3 separate regions of the Mus musculus genome follow, and all the other regions are linked to region 3. Evidence: chromatin contacts called from public promoter capture Hi-C data. All regions are on one chromosome and are shown on one strand. The core of a region is the stretch at or near the end of the contact, and the rest is flanking DNA. Distances in the headings are between cores, read along the strand shown.

The links. Promoter capture Hi-C pulls out the DNA fragments that hold promoters and counts their contacts. Capture Hi-C pulls out chosen DNA fragments and counts their contacts.
Region 1: a contact with region 3 is called in a promoter capture Hi-C map of liver, with 2.7 times the contacts expected there. The contact joins the promoter of Setd3 here to the promoter of Glrx5 in region 3. A contact is called at or near these places in 1 of 39 promoter capture datasets (pre-B cells) and 1 of 9 other capture datasets (liver).
Region 2: a promoter capture Hi-C map of liver shows a contact between it and region 3, with 3 times the contacts expected there. The contact joins the promoter of D130020L05Rik here to the promoter of Glrx5 in region 3.

The regions. Positions count from the first base shown.
Region 1 is chr12:108,177,680-108,181,049 of GRCm38.p6, forward strand. Setd3 (SET domain containing 3) reads right to left here and starts at 1,605. Exons shown (of 13, transcript NM_028262.3): 1 at 1,474-1,605. It overlaps Ccnk (cyclin K), which reads left to right and starts at 2,059. Exons shown (of 12, transcript NM_009832.2): 1 at 2,059-2,201.
Region 2 is chr12:101,080,770-101,084,355 of GRCm38.p6, forward strand. It overlaps D130020L05Rik (RIKEN cDNA D130020L05 gene), which reads left to right and starts at 1,682. Exons shown (of 2, transcript NR_038050.1): 1 at 1,682-3,586. It overlaps Ppp4r3a (protein phosphatase 4 regulatory subunit 3A), which reads right to left and starts at 2,933. Exons shown (of 15, transcript NM_211355.2): 1 at 1,960-2,933. The coding sequence starts at 2,101.
Region 3 is chr12:105,031,283-105,034,761 of GRCm38.p6, forward strand. Glrx5 (glutaredoxin 5) reads left to right here and starts at 1,336. Exons shown (of 2, transcript NM_028419.3): 1 at 1,336-1,700. The coding sequence starts at 1,418. Snhg10 (small nucleolar RNA host gene 10) reads right to left here and starts at 997. Exons shown (of 2, transcript NR_003145.3): 1 at 678-997. Gm46374 (a long non-coding RNA gene) reads right to left here. Exons shown (of 3, transcript XR_003950254.1): 2 at 2,577-2,819; 3 at 1,696-2,410. It also overlaps Scarna13.

The sequences.
Region 1 (3,370 bases), core at 355-2,854, 3.1 Mb after region 3:
AGAGTTGCATATCCAGATATTAGTAATATCTCAAAAGAGAAAGGAACGCACGGTAAAAAGAAGGTAGGGGCAATAAAGACCAAGGTTGTTTAGAGTCCCAGTAAGATGTTCTTTTTTTCTGTAGCTTTTCAGAACTTGGTTTTGCAAACTGTTTTCTTAAGCCCTAGAAAAACTCCTTCCCAAATGGCTGGAATTCCACCAAAATATCAATCATGGCGCCCCAGAGACCCATCTATAAAGTGAGCCTCTACAGGTAGGAGCCTACATACACACTGTAGGTTCCAGTGAGTCTAGACAAACTTTTTAACTTGGGGAGGAAATGTCCTTTTATACTGCTGTATTTTAAGGGTGCGTTCACTTAAAACTCCCCAAGACTATCACTGTTTAAAACTCATTTTAAAAACACCCTCAGCATCGCCTTTGAAAGGGAAATGGGAACAGTATCACATATGAAAAACCCACACTTTCAGTGTCCAAGTCTGGTTTTAGTTTTTGTGTGTTTTTTGAAAGGGTCTCCCTATGTAGCTCTGGCAGGCCTGAAACTCCGGATTCCCTGCCTCAGCCTTCCTGGATGCAGTTCTGTTACATCTATCAGTAAAACCTCAATCTTCTAAGGGTCTGCAAAGGCAAGATGGCTGTCAACATCCTGTTCAAATGTGTTTACTTCGGTAACAACACCGTTTTCGTTTAGAAATGGATTACAGCATGTCCCGAGTCATCTTTACGCGTGCACCCCTCCAGAAACGCACCAACGTCCTCTCCCGACACGACGCGGAGGGGGTGAGGCCCCTCGGCAGCCAGTGGCGCACGTCACTAATCAGCTCCTTCTCCAAGAGTGGCAGGCGGGGAGAAGAGGCAGAGTCGCATGCCCAGGCTGCAGCCGCAAGAAGGAAGAGTTGAAAATCGGAATGGCAAACTCCGAGAGCACGGACCGCTTCTCTCTCGCAGCGCGCTCGTCGCGTGTGGACCTCGGCCAGGGGCGCGTGGGAAGAAACCTGACCTATTTTCTACGCCCGCCTTTGCGAGCGGGCAGTGGAGGACAAGGCGCGGGGGCCGGGCTCCCCGTGGGCAACAGAGAGCTGCAGAGGGGCCTCGGCCCCAAGCCGCGTGCGCCTGCCACCGGAGGAAGGAAACCAAGGCTGCAGCCCGCCGCACGCAGTCCCAGCGCCCCGCGCGCACTCCGGGCCCCGGCCGTACCCGAGGGCGGCGCCCAGGCCGCGCCCAGGCCGCGCCCTGAACCTGCCGCCTGCCCCCGTCCCGGTGGAAGAGGGAAGCTGCAGACGCTCGCCAGTCCCCTCAGGGACCGGGCCTGCCGGGCCTCGGAGCCCACAGCCTCCCAGGCCCTGAGAACTCGGTCGCGGCCGAGCACCGGACCTCGGAGTCCGCACGCTCGGCCTCACCTCCTTAAGGAGCGGTGGAACCCCGTCCCCTCAGCCCGCGGGCCGCACGCGGGTGCTTGCCGTCCGCACTCACCTGCCCGCTTCGTCTTCGCGCAGCGGCGGCGCCACACTCCGGCCGGGACCCCACCGTCCGCCTCAACCAACCCCCAGGCGGCGGCGGCGGCGGTGGCGGCGGCGGCCGGACGGGAGGGGCTGGACGGCAGCCAGAGACAGCCCCGCCGCCTAGGCCCAACCCGGCTCCGCCCGCCCCTGGGCCCCGCCCACGGGCCGCCGCCGCCGTTCATTGGCCCGCACCTAACACGCCTCGGCGCGGCTCCGCCCCGCCGCCCATCCGCCCGCCAGCCAGGGTGCTGATCAGCCATTGGACATCAGCAACCGGGGCGGAGCCGTATCCGAAGACTCGATTGGTTAGATCTCGCGCTGTGATTGAACGACGGGAGCCCTGGCTCCGCCTCCGGGCCGAAGTTCCGTTAACAGGTTCGGTTGCTCCCGAACTCCCTTTCGCCAAGGGGGTGGGGCGATGGGAGGGTGTGTGCGAGTGTTTCCCCTCCCCCTACGGGCCGCAGTCCACAAGGCCGCAGGGTAGGCGGAGCGGCGACTGTTGACTTGTTACTTTTTTTCTTTTTTTTAGCTTTACTTTCTTCTAATTGGTTGACAGGCACCTGACTTTCGCCGCCCCCTCCGGCCGCTTCTTAACGTCCCGAGACGCAGGGAAATGACGTAGTTCCCCGACATTCCACCTCCAAGATGGCTGCTGTCAGGAAGGAGAGACGTCGCTGAGGGTTTTGCCTGAGGCGAGGGGTGAGTATCTAGCTGGCCGCGGGCAGCGCCGCCCACCGTCTGCGCTCCTGGTGGTCCGAGGAGGGTATTTTCCAGCTGCCTGGGTTCTACGGAAGAGTCCGGCTTCCCGGATTCCACCGCCCTCCTTGGAATCCCTGATGCACGTTGAAATTAGCAGGCGACGCGGGGTTGGCGGCGAGGGAGCTTCGGGACAGGGTCGGGTCCTCTGGGGTGCGCCGCTAATGCCTGGAACTGGAAGCTGACCTCGCAGAGGAAAGTGGTTGCGGTTTGGGGGATTCCTAGCCGAGGAATAAAAGGGTGGCGGGGCTTACACGCACAGACCCTGCCTCAGACCGACCCGGTCACCCACGGCTTGTGGATCCCTCTGTTAAGTAGGATTGAGGCTTTGGAAAGTGTTCCGTGACTCTTGAACCACGGAACTCAGGTAGGACCAGGAATGAAAAGGGACTTCCTCGATAAGACTCGTTCTTACCCAGACGTCATCCTCTCCTGAGTGCTTGTTTGCCTCGGTGTTAGGGGAACTGATCTTTATTAAGTTGAGAAATAACATGTATATGTTAATCTGAAAACGTTTAAGCAGTTTAACCTGCCTAATGTATTCTTGGTGGTGTTCTTAACTTTGGACTACCAATAAAACACAGCTTTCCATAAGTCACTCAGTGTTTAAAATCAGTTATCACAGACTGGCTGTCTTCCTACGTAACCCTGGCTGGTGTGTAGCTCTCTCTGTAAACTAGGCTGGCCTCCAGCGCAAAGATATCTTCCTGCCTCTGCCTCCAGAATGCTGGACTTAAAATTAAAAAGTCATGTGCCATGAGTCTTAGCTAAAGACTGGCCTTTTAGGTTTTAAAGACAAACCTCACACAGGTGGTATCTTGATATATGTTGTTTAAAGAATAATTGGCCAGCATTTTGCAGTTGTGGGTGTCTTTAACTTTTTTTTTATGAGTGATTCCATGAAAGTGTAGTGATTTCAAGCCTCAATACCTAGAACATTATATGGCACTTAGTAAACTATTGCTGAATGAATGATAATAGTTGAGAAATAGTAATGTTGATAAACATTTTGATTAAAATTGTTAGTGTCAGTTGGGTGGTAGTGGTGGCTCACATCTTTAATTAGAACACTTGGGGTCAGGGGCATGCAGATCTGTCTGAATTGAAGGCCA
Region 2 (3,586 bases), core at 432-2,931, 4.0 Mb before region 3:
CTAGATAATGGCTCCAAAACAAAACAGGTTGGATGTAGTAGTACACCTATGATCCCAGGCATTGGGAAGATAGGGACAAGAGGATCGTGAACTTCCATATTTTGGGCTACACACAATGTTTGATTCTAGTCTGGTACTACAGGAGACTCTTTCCAAAAAACCAGAAGGATCTTTGCATAATCAAATAAAGCACACTGGTGTGAGTATGGTTACATGTATTAGTTCTGAAATTCAAGCTTACATCTAGTTAAATCTCACAATTACATTGGGTCTTAGAGGCAGTTCAGTGGTAGAGCACTGCCTAGCATGCTCAAGTCCCTGTGTGGATTCCATTCCCAGTTAGCCCATCCTCACAATAAGCTTAACCCTGAAACCCACACTTCCACTTTACTGTAAGGAAAGTTTCCACATGTACAAACATGCAGAGGTGATTACGTGACTGTCACAAACACATTTAACTTGTATATTAGCAGCCAAATAAGAACCCAGCTCTGAAAATATACCTGTTGTAATCAGAAAAAAATTTTCAGACCAAGTCTTACTATGTAACTGCAGCTGATCTAGGACTCTATGTAGACCCAGGCTGGCCTCCAAGTCACCAGAAACTGCCTGCCTTTCATGTTAGAAAGTAACTTTTTACCAGTGGTAACTTATTTGGGGTAATCTTTATAATTATACTCCAAGTTAACCATTCTTCAATTCAAATCAATGTTTCTACAGTCTTCAACCACAGACAGGAAAATCTTGGTTTTTGTGGAATGAGTTCTGAGTCTAGTCCAAAAAAGAGGGGAAAAAAAAAAATCTTTGAAATAAATTTGCAATATTTCAGACATGAAACAGCTACAAATAGTTCTCAACTGTAAAACTGCAAATTAATGCAACAAGGTAACTATACTTCTGCTCCAAAAACAATTTGAAGTTTTGGCCAATATGTATTTTCTTCCAAGAGTGAAATTCAGAGAATGCAAACCCTTAAGAAAGGAATATTTTAAAACGTGAAACCGTTATTTCAAACAACCTTATCTTTGAACACTGAAGACTGTTTCAATAGACTTGAGGTGAAAGCAGAAGGACTTGTTCAAGTGTTAAAAGATACCTCTCCCCACCAGCCAACTCAACCAACTAAGGACCATACGCTTAAACAATCAGAAAAGCTTGCAATAAAATGTTCCAAAGGTTCACGAGTTCCCACAGAAGACCTACAAAGTCTTTCTTTCTTAGCCAGGTGTGGCAGCACTTTAATCCCAGCACTGGAGAGGCAGAGGAAGGCAAGCTTTGAGTTCAAGGCTAGCCTGGTCTATAGAGCAAGCTCCAGGATAGTTGGGCTACATACTGAAACCCTGTCTCAAAATACAAAACAATAACAACAATAATAATCATCTCCCTTTCTTGTGAAAAAGACAACCAACCCCGGTCAAGACATGTGTGTCCTCGAAAGCCAAAGCAGCATTTTCTCTGTCTGGTGGAACTGCCAGATTTATAGACCTTATTGCAGACCCTAAAATCTGAAAGATATGGTGGAAAAGGTTTAAAACAACAACAATCCCACCAGAACAGAACTTTCTCAAAGTGTGCAACAGCTATGAACTTTACGAGCGCCAAGCAAGGTTTTATGCCTGCTTTACAGATTGGTGAACTAAGGGGTGTGTGTGTGTGGGGGGGGGGGGAGCAGATCGTTTCCGTTAAATGCCTTTCTCAAGGTCACGACGGTGCAAAAACCACCGGGGAAAGAGGATCTCAGGTCTCCGACCTTTCTGCACTGGAAAGGCAGCACGGCGCAACGTGCTCCGCTCTGCTCGAAATCCCAACGCCACAAGGTTTTCGGGTTAAGGATGGACACCCCGAATGCTCTCCACCGAGCTCCACCGGACTTGGGTACCCCGTGGCGTTCCCGTCCGCACTCCCGCCGTCCCAGTCCGAGCGCCACTGCTCTGAGAGGGGCCAGTGAGGGTCACTTACCGTCGCTCTCCGCCCTGACGAGCAGGGACATGCCCTTCAGCCTCTCCACGTAGCCGGAGGACACATGGCCAGTACCCCGGTCGTCCCACTGCCGGTCCTCGTTGAGCGTGTAGACCTTCACCCGCCGTCGGGTGTCGGTCATCGTGCCGGCCGGGGGCCCCGCCCGAGTGGCCCAGGGACAGTGTCCAGAAAAGGCGGGCGGCCGCAAACGGGGAACTCCGGGACCTCAGTGCCACCGCTGGCCGCCGCGGAGCTGCGCCGCCGCTCGCATGGCCCGCTCCCGGGTCCGAGCCCCGGGCCGCCGCCTTCTCTCGTCTCCTTCTCCCCGGCGCTATTGTCCAGGCCGAGCGAGCGCGGCCGCCCAGCAGCCCCGACAGGGAACGCGCAGCACTACGCAGCCTACCGGCCCGCCGTTCCAACGAGGTGCGGCTCGGTTCACAGACCCGCTCCGGCCTCCACCATGACCTCCGCAGAGCCGCTTTCCCGCGCCGCCGCCTCCTCAGGCCGCCGCCGCCATGTTTTCCTCCCTTGTACCTGGCCCAGCCGCTGCAGCAGGAAGCCCCGCTCCGCTCCTCCCGCTTAAAGCATCCGAAGCCGGTGAGGTAGCACTTCCCGGGAGACTCCGAACGCCTCTGGCCACCCGAGAACCCCTGGCTCTTCTTAGAAGCCGCCTTCCCTACTCCGCCGCCTCTTCCGTCTTCCTCACAGAGCCAAAGCCGCCGCCATCTTGGCTCGCCCCTCAAAAGCGGCGCGCGGGGCCACCTAGGCAGTAGCGGCAGGGGCGGCCCGCAAGCCCCACCACTTAAAGCGACAAGACGGGAGCCGGCAGCTTCGCTCCGGCCGAGGCCTTGCACCGAGGCGGGCGCGGAGCTGCGGGGGTGGCGGGAGCGGAGGAGGCGGGACGCGAGTCGCGCCGGTGACGGACCGGGACTCCCTCGCGCTGCCCTGCGCGTACTGTCGTGCAAGCGCGGGCTGCGTGTGCGTCCGTCGCACTTTGAATTCGTCATCACCTCGGCTCCGGGCGGGGAAGGGGTGTGGAGTCTGTTGGCGGCTTCTGGAGCCAGACTGGACTCTGATCCCGGAGCTCGTCCTTTCCCGTGCGAGCCTTCTCCGGACGCTTTAGGGAGGACCTTTGCAGTCGGCCCTGGGGGCGCGGGCTGCTGGCGTCCTCCTCGTCCTCCCCCCGCCCTCCTCCTCCTCCTCCTCTTCTTCCCTTGGCCTGAAATAGAGAAGTTTCTGAGAGAGGACCGTTTGGACCGCGAGGTTGGCGGGATGCAGTGAGGCACGCAATGGCCGGGCAAGTCTAAAACCCTCGACGCGGTGTTCACGCGTGGCACTGCTCCCCGGGATCATTCTGAGCACTCACCTCACAATAATCAGCGGTTATCTCCCTTTCTCTGTCGGTTATCAAAGCTGATCGTCTGTAGCCCTAGGCTGGTTTGTTTGTTTTTTTAAACAAAATAACAAAACACATCTTGAAGGGCTTGCAAAGATAAATGCCGTACTGTATGAATAAGATGAAATTCTTTGTTTTTTTGTTTTTTTTGAAACACAGCCTCACAATGTTGCTCTGACTGGCTGAAGCAACGTATGCGAGAAGCTGGGATCTTTCTTAACCCACACCAGA
Region 3 (3,479 bases), core at 86-2,585:
GCTTTCTCTGCAAGTCTGGTGTGCTCTAGGGTACCGCTAACCCAGCGCAGGGCCAAGACTGCAGATTAGATAGTGGGCTGCGGAGGCCTGCTGGCCAGGATCTGGATCTGCGTACTACCGGCGGGAGAACTGACCACACCCGGGGCTCTGTTCTAGGGGGAAGTCCATGTAAAAAAACGACGCGCCTGCCCACTCTTCTGCACCATCCCCAGCAGATGTGCAAGCAAGCACTCTACCCTGGGGCCATCATCATCTACACCGGAATTCACTAAGAGAATACTCTCTTTTATTACTGTCTGTGTGCATGTGACGGGGTGGAACTCTGGACGTCGCTTACACTAGGAAAACGACTTCCTACTGAGCTACATCCTCACCCTCCGTTTTCCCTCTTAAAAAGGGTCCTGCTGTACGGCCCGGGCTGACTCGGGCTTATTTAGAACTCCTGAGTTCAACTGATCCTCCTGCCTCAGCCTCTTAAGAGGCAAGGCAACGTTGCAGACAATGGCCACAGGGCCCGGCAACCCACCAATTCCCTTGTTCTTTCAATCCTTCCCGACCCCAGTAGTCACCGAGACCCCAAAGCCAGCCGTCCCACGGCTAGAGCACTTTACACGTTTCTACGAGAAGAGCATCATTCTAGAGGCCAGGGAGAGGGCTCAGCGTGCCAAGGGACTTACCCTGCAAGCTAGAGTTCCATCCCCGGACCCTTTATAAAAGTCGTCTTCTGAAGATGCATGCACGCAGATCATACATACACAATACTTATAGTTTTATGCTAAAAAAAAAAAAAACCTCATTCTGGAGGAAGAATCCCACGGGAGGCCGCAGGACACGGCTTGGATGTCCATGTGCATGGCGGGTCGGAGGCTGGAGCCCCGGGCAGACCAGGACACGCCAGGTTCGCGGCTGGCCTCAGCCGGTGAGGCATGGAAGGCCACCTCCTCTCTGGTGCACGCCATCGCAGGACTACCGGCCGCGTTACCGTAGCAATCACCGCAAAAGGAACCGGAAGCTGCGTCTGGACGTGACTCCTTCCCGGCGTGCCGCGGGCGGCAGAAGCCCCGCCTCGCGCCTGCCCTATCATCTTGGCGTATCCGGCCAGGCCTCGAACGCCCGCACGAGGAAAGCCGGCTTCCTCTAGTCACGCCTCTTCATGCCCTTCACCGACGGACGTCCGATTTGTCCAATCAACACGCAAAGCGGTCGTCCTCGCTCACTAGCAAGCCTGTAGGACGCGGCTCCCAGGGAAGGCCCACCCTACGGTGTAAGCGATGTGATTGGTGGAATTGAGCCAGTATTGTCCAATCACGAGACTCATCCCAGAGCTTGTCCAATGAGAGCCTCTGGTGGGCCGGCCGGACACCACGGGCTCTGTAAGCCCTGGAGTGGCCGCAGAGGCGGTGGACAGCGAGCGGGCATGAGCGCGTCCCTGAGCCGGGCGGCGGCGGCTCTGCTGCGCTGGGGGCGAAGCGCTGGTGGCGGTGGCCTGCCCGGAGCCGGCGTGCGGGCGGCGAGCTCGGGCGGCCAGGCGGAGCAGCTGGACGCGCTGGTGAAGAAGGACAAGGTGGTGGTGTTCCTCAAGGGGACGCCCGAGCAGCCCCAGTGCGGCTTCAGCAACGCCGTGGTGCAGATTCTGCGGCTGCACGGTGTTCGCGACTATGCGGCCTACAACGTGCTGGACGACCCGGAGCTGAGGCAAGGTCAGGCCCGTGGGATCCGATTGCGAGGGCGCGGTGAACTTGAGCAGATCCCGAGGAGCAAGGGCCTTCCCTGGTTGTGTAGCCACATGGGCGGAGGGTTCGCCTCGGCCCACCTCGGGGCGAGATGTTTCTGACTGCATAGGAGAGGGGGTAGTCGGCATCATGATCCCCTCTGAGCAGGTCGACTGGGGAGTGGCTGGCTGAGAGGGGGACTCACTGCGAATACCCTTGGGGACAATTTGAGGGCTTGGAAGCCAGCAGCGTACTTGCTAGGTGAGGGACTGATGCTACTACGTATGTAGGGAAGAGGTTTCAGGCTTGCCTGTGTGTGCCTAACGAGGTCAGAGGCTGACTAATAATGTTTAAGGCCCCGAGGGTCAGGGACTGTCTTCTTGCTGGAGAGAAGGTTTCACCATAGTCTAGCCGGACTCACGTTGGGAAAGACACGAAGTTTGTTTTTTAGATACTGTAGCATCAAAGAACAGTGTGTGGAGACTAAGACATGGTAGAGGCTCAGCGGAAAGAGGAAGCCACTAAGAAAACTTCTGACCCCCGACCAGATTAGCAAACTGCGGCCAGGTTGGGCCCAAAGGGCAGAGAGCAGAACAGCTTTTTACTGGCCCCAAGGCAAAGCGACTGCGTCCTGACGTCTAGTTGGAATCCTTTATACACAGTACCAGGCAGGCGCCTTTCTCTCCGTCTTGTGCTTGCTGTGAGCGAGGAAGAGAAAGGCCAGGGATTTGGTTCTGATTCTTGGCAAGAATCGGTCAAGGTGGGCCGGGTAATGGGAAAGCTGCCCCCTCCCCGCACCCTGCTCCTCCTTCAGTGGAATCCGGGGAACCCTGTATTCAAGTAGCCCCCCCCCCCCCATCTTACTGATTTAGTGCTCTGGGTTGGTCACTGTGCTGAGAGGAGACTTGTCTGTGTTAGAATGGAGTATGCAACATTTGCAATTACTGATTATAGTTGTTCGTCGTATGGTCATTCTTCTTGATGAGGCTGGGGCCGTGGAGAGCAGGTTTGGCTTGGAATCATCTGTGGTGGGTCTGCAGCACAGCCTACTGTAATACTACTTCATTATACTGCCTTCTCAGTATAATGAAGATTATGACACCGAACCTGGCAGAGTCCACGAGGAAACGAGAGAAAATAAGAATTACAGCCGGGTATAGTAACTCACTTCCATAACCCAGCTCTCTTCAGGCGGAGGCAGGGGGACCACCAGTTCAAAGTCAGGCTGCACTGCATTGTGGGAACCCCCCACCCCCTTCTCTACTGTATATAATAATGTCATCCTCTCTGGCACAGAAGGCACCCACCACGTGGCAGCAACTTTATTATTGAATCTGATGGCTTCCAAAGCACTTTTCCTCCATGTTGTTAAGTGGCTAACCCCACACTTGTTCCCTGTGATAGTGTTGATGGGCGGTAAAGCAGAGAAAGGGAGGCGAGGTAATGAGTGCTAACAGGAATGATGGCAAGCCAGGCATTGTGCTCTGAACCCTGCGTTTTCCTCCTCAGCTAACATTTGGCTGCTTGTGAGGCTCTGGGGTTATCTGGCTCAGGGCATGCAGTAGCTTTGGGTCAGAGGTGGCTCCCTGCAGGGGAAGATAAGGGGCTACTCTTCGGCCTCTGAGCTGGGACCTACCTGCGGTAGCGTGTTGCCCTGCTAGCGGGGCTCTTAGCAGACAGCTGCGTTGAGGATATCTCGTTTAACATGGGGCCTGAGGATCTTTGGCTTAGACTTTCCGCTCCCCTGTGAGTGTAACTGGAGGTTCG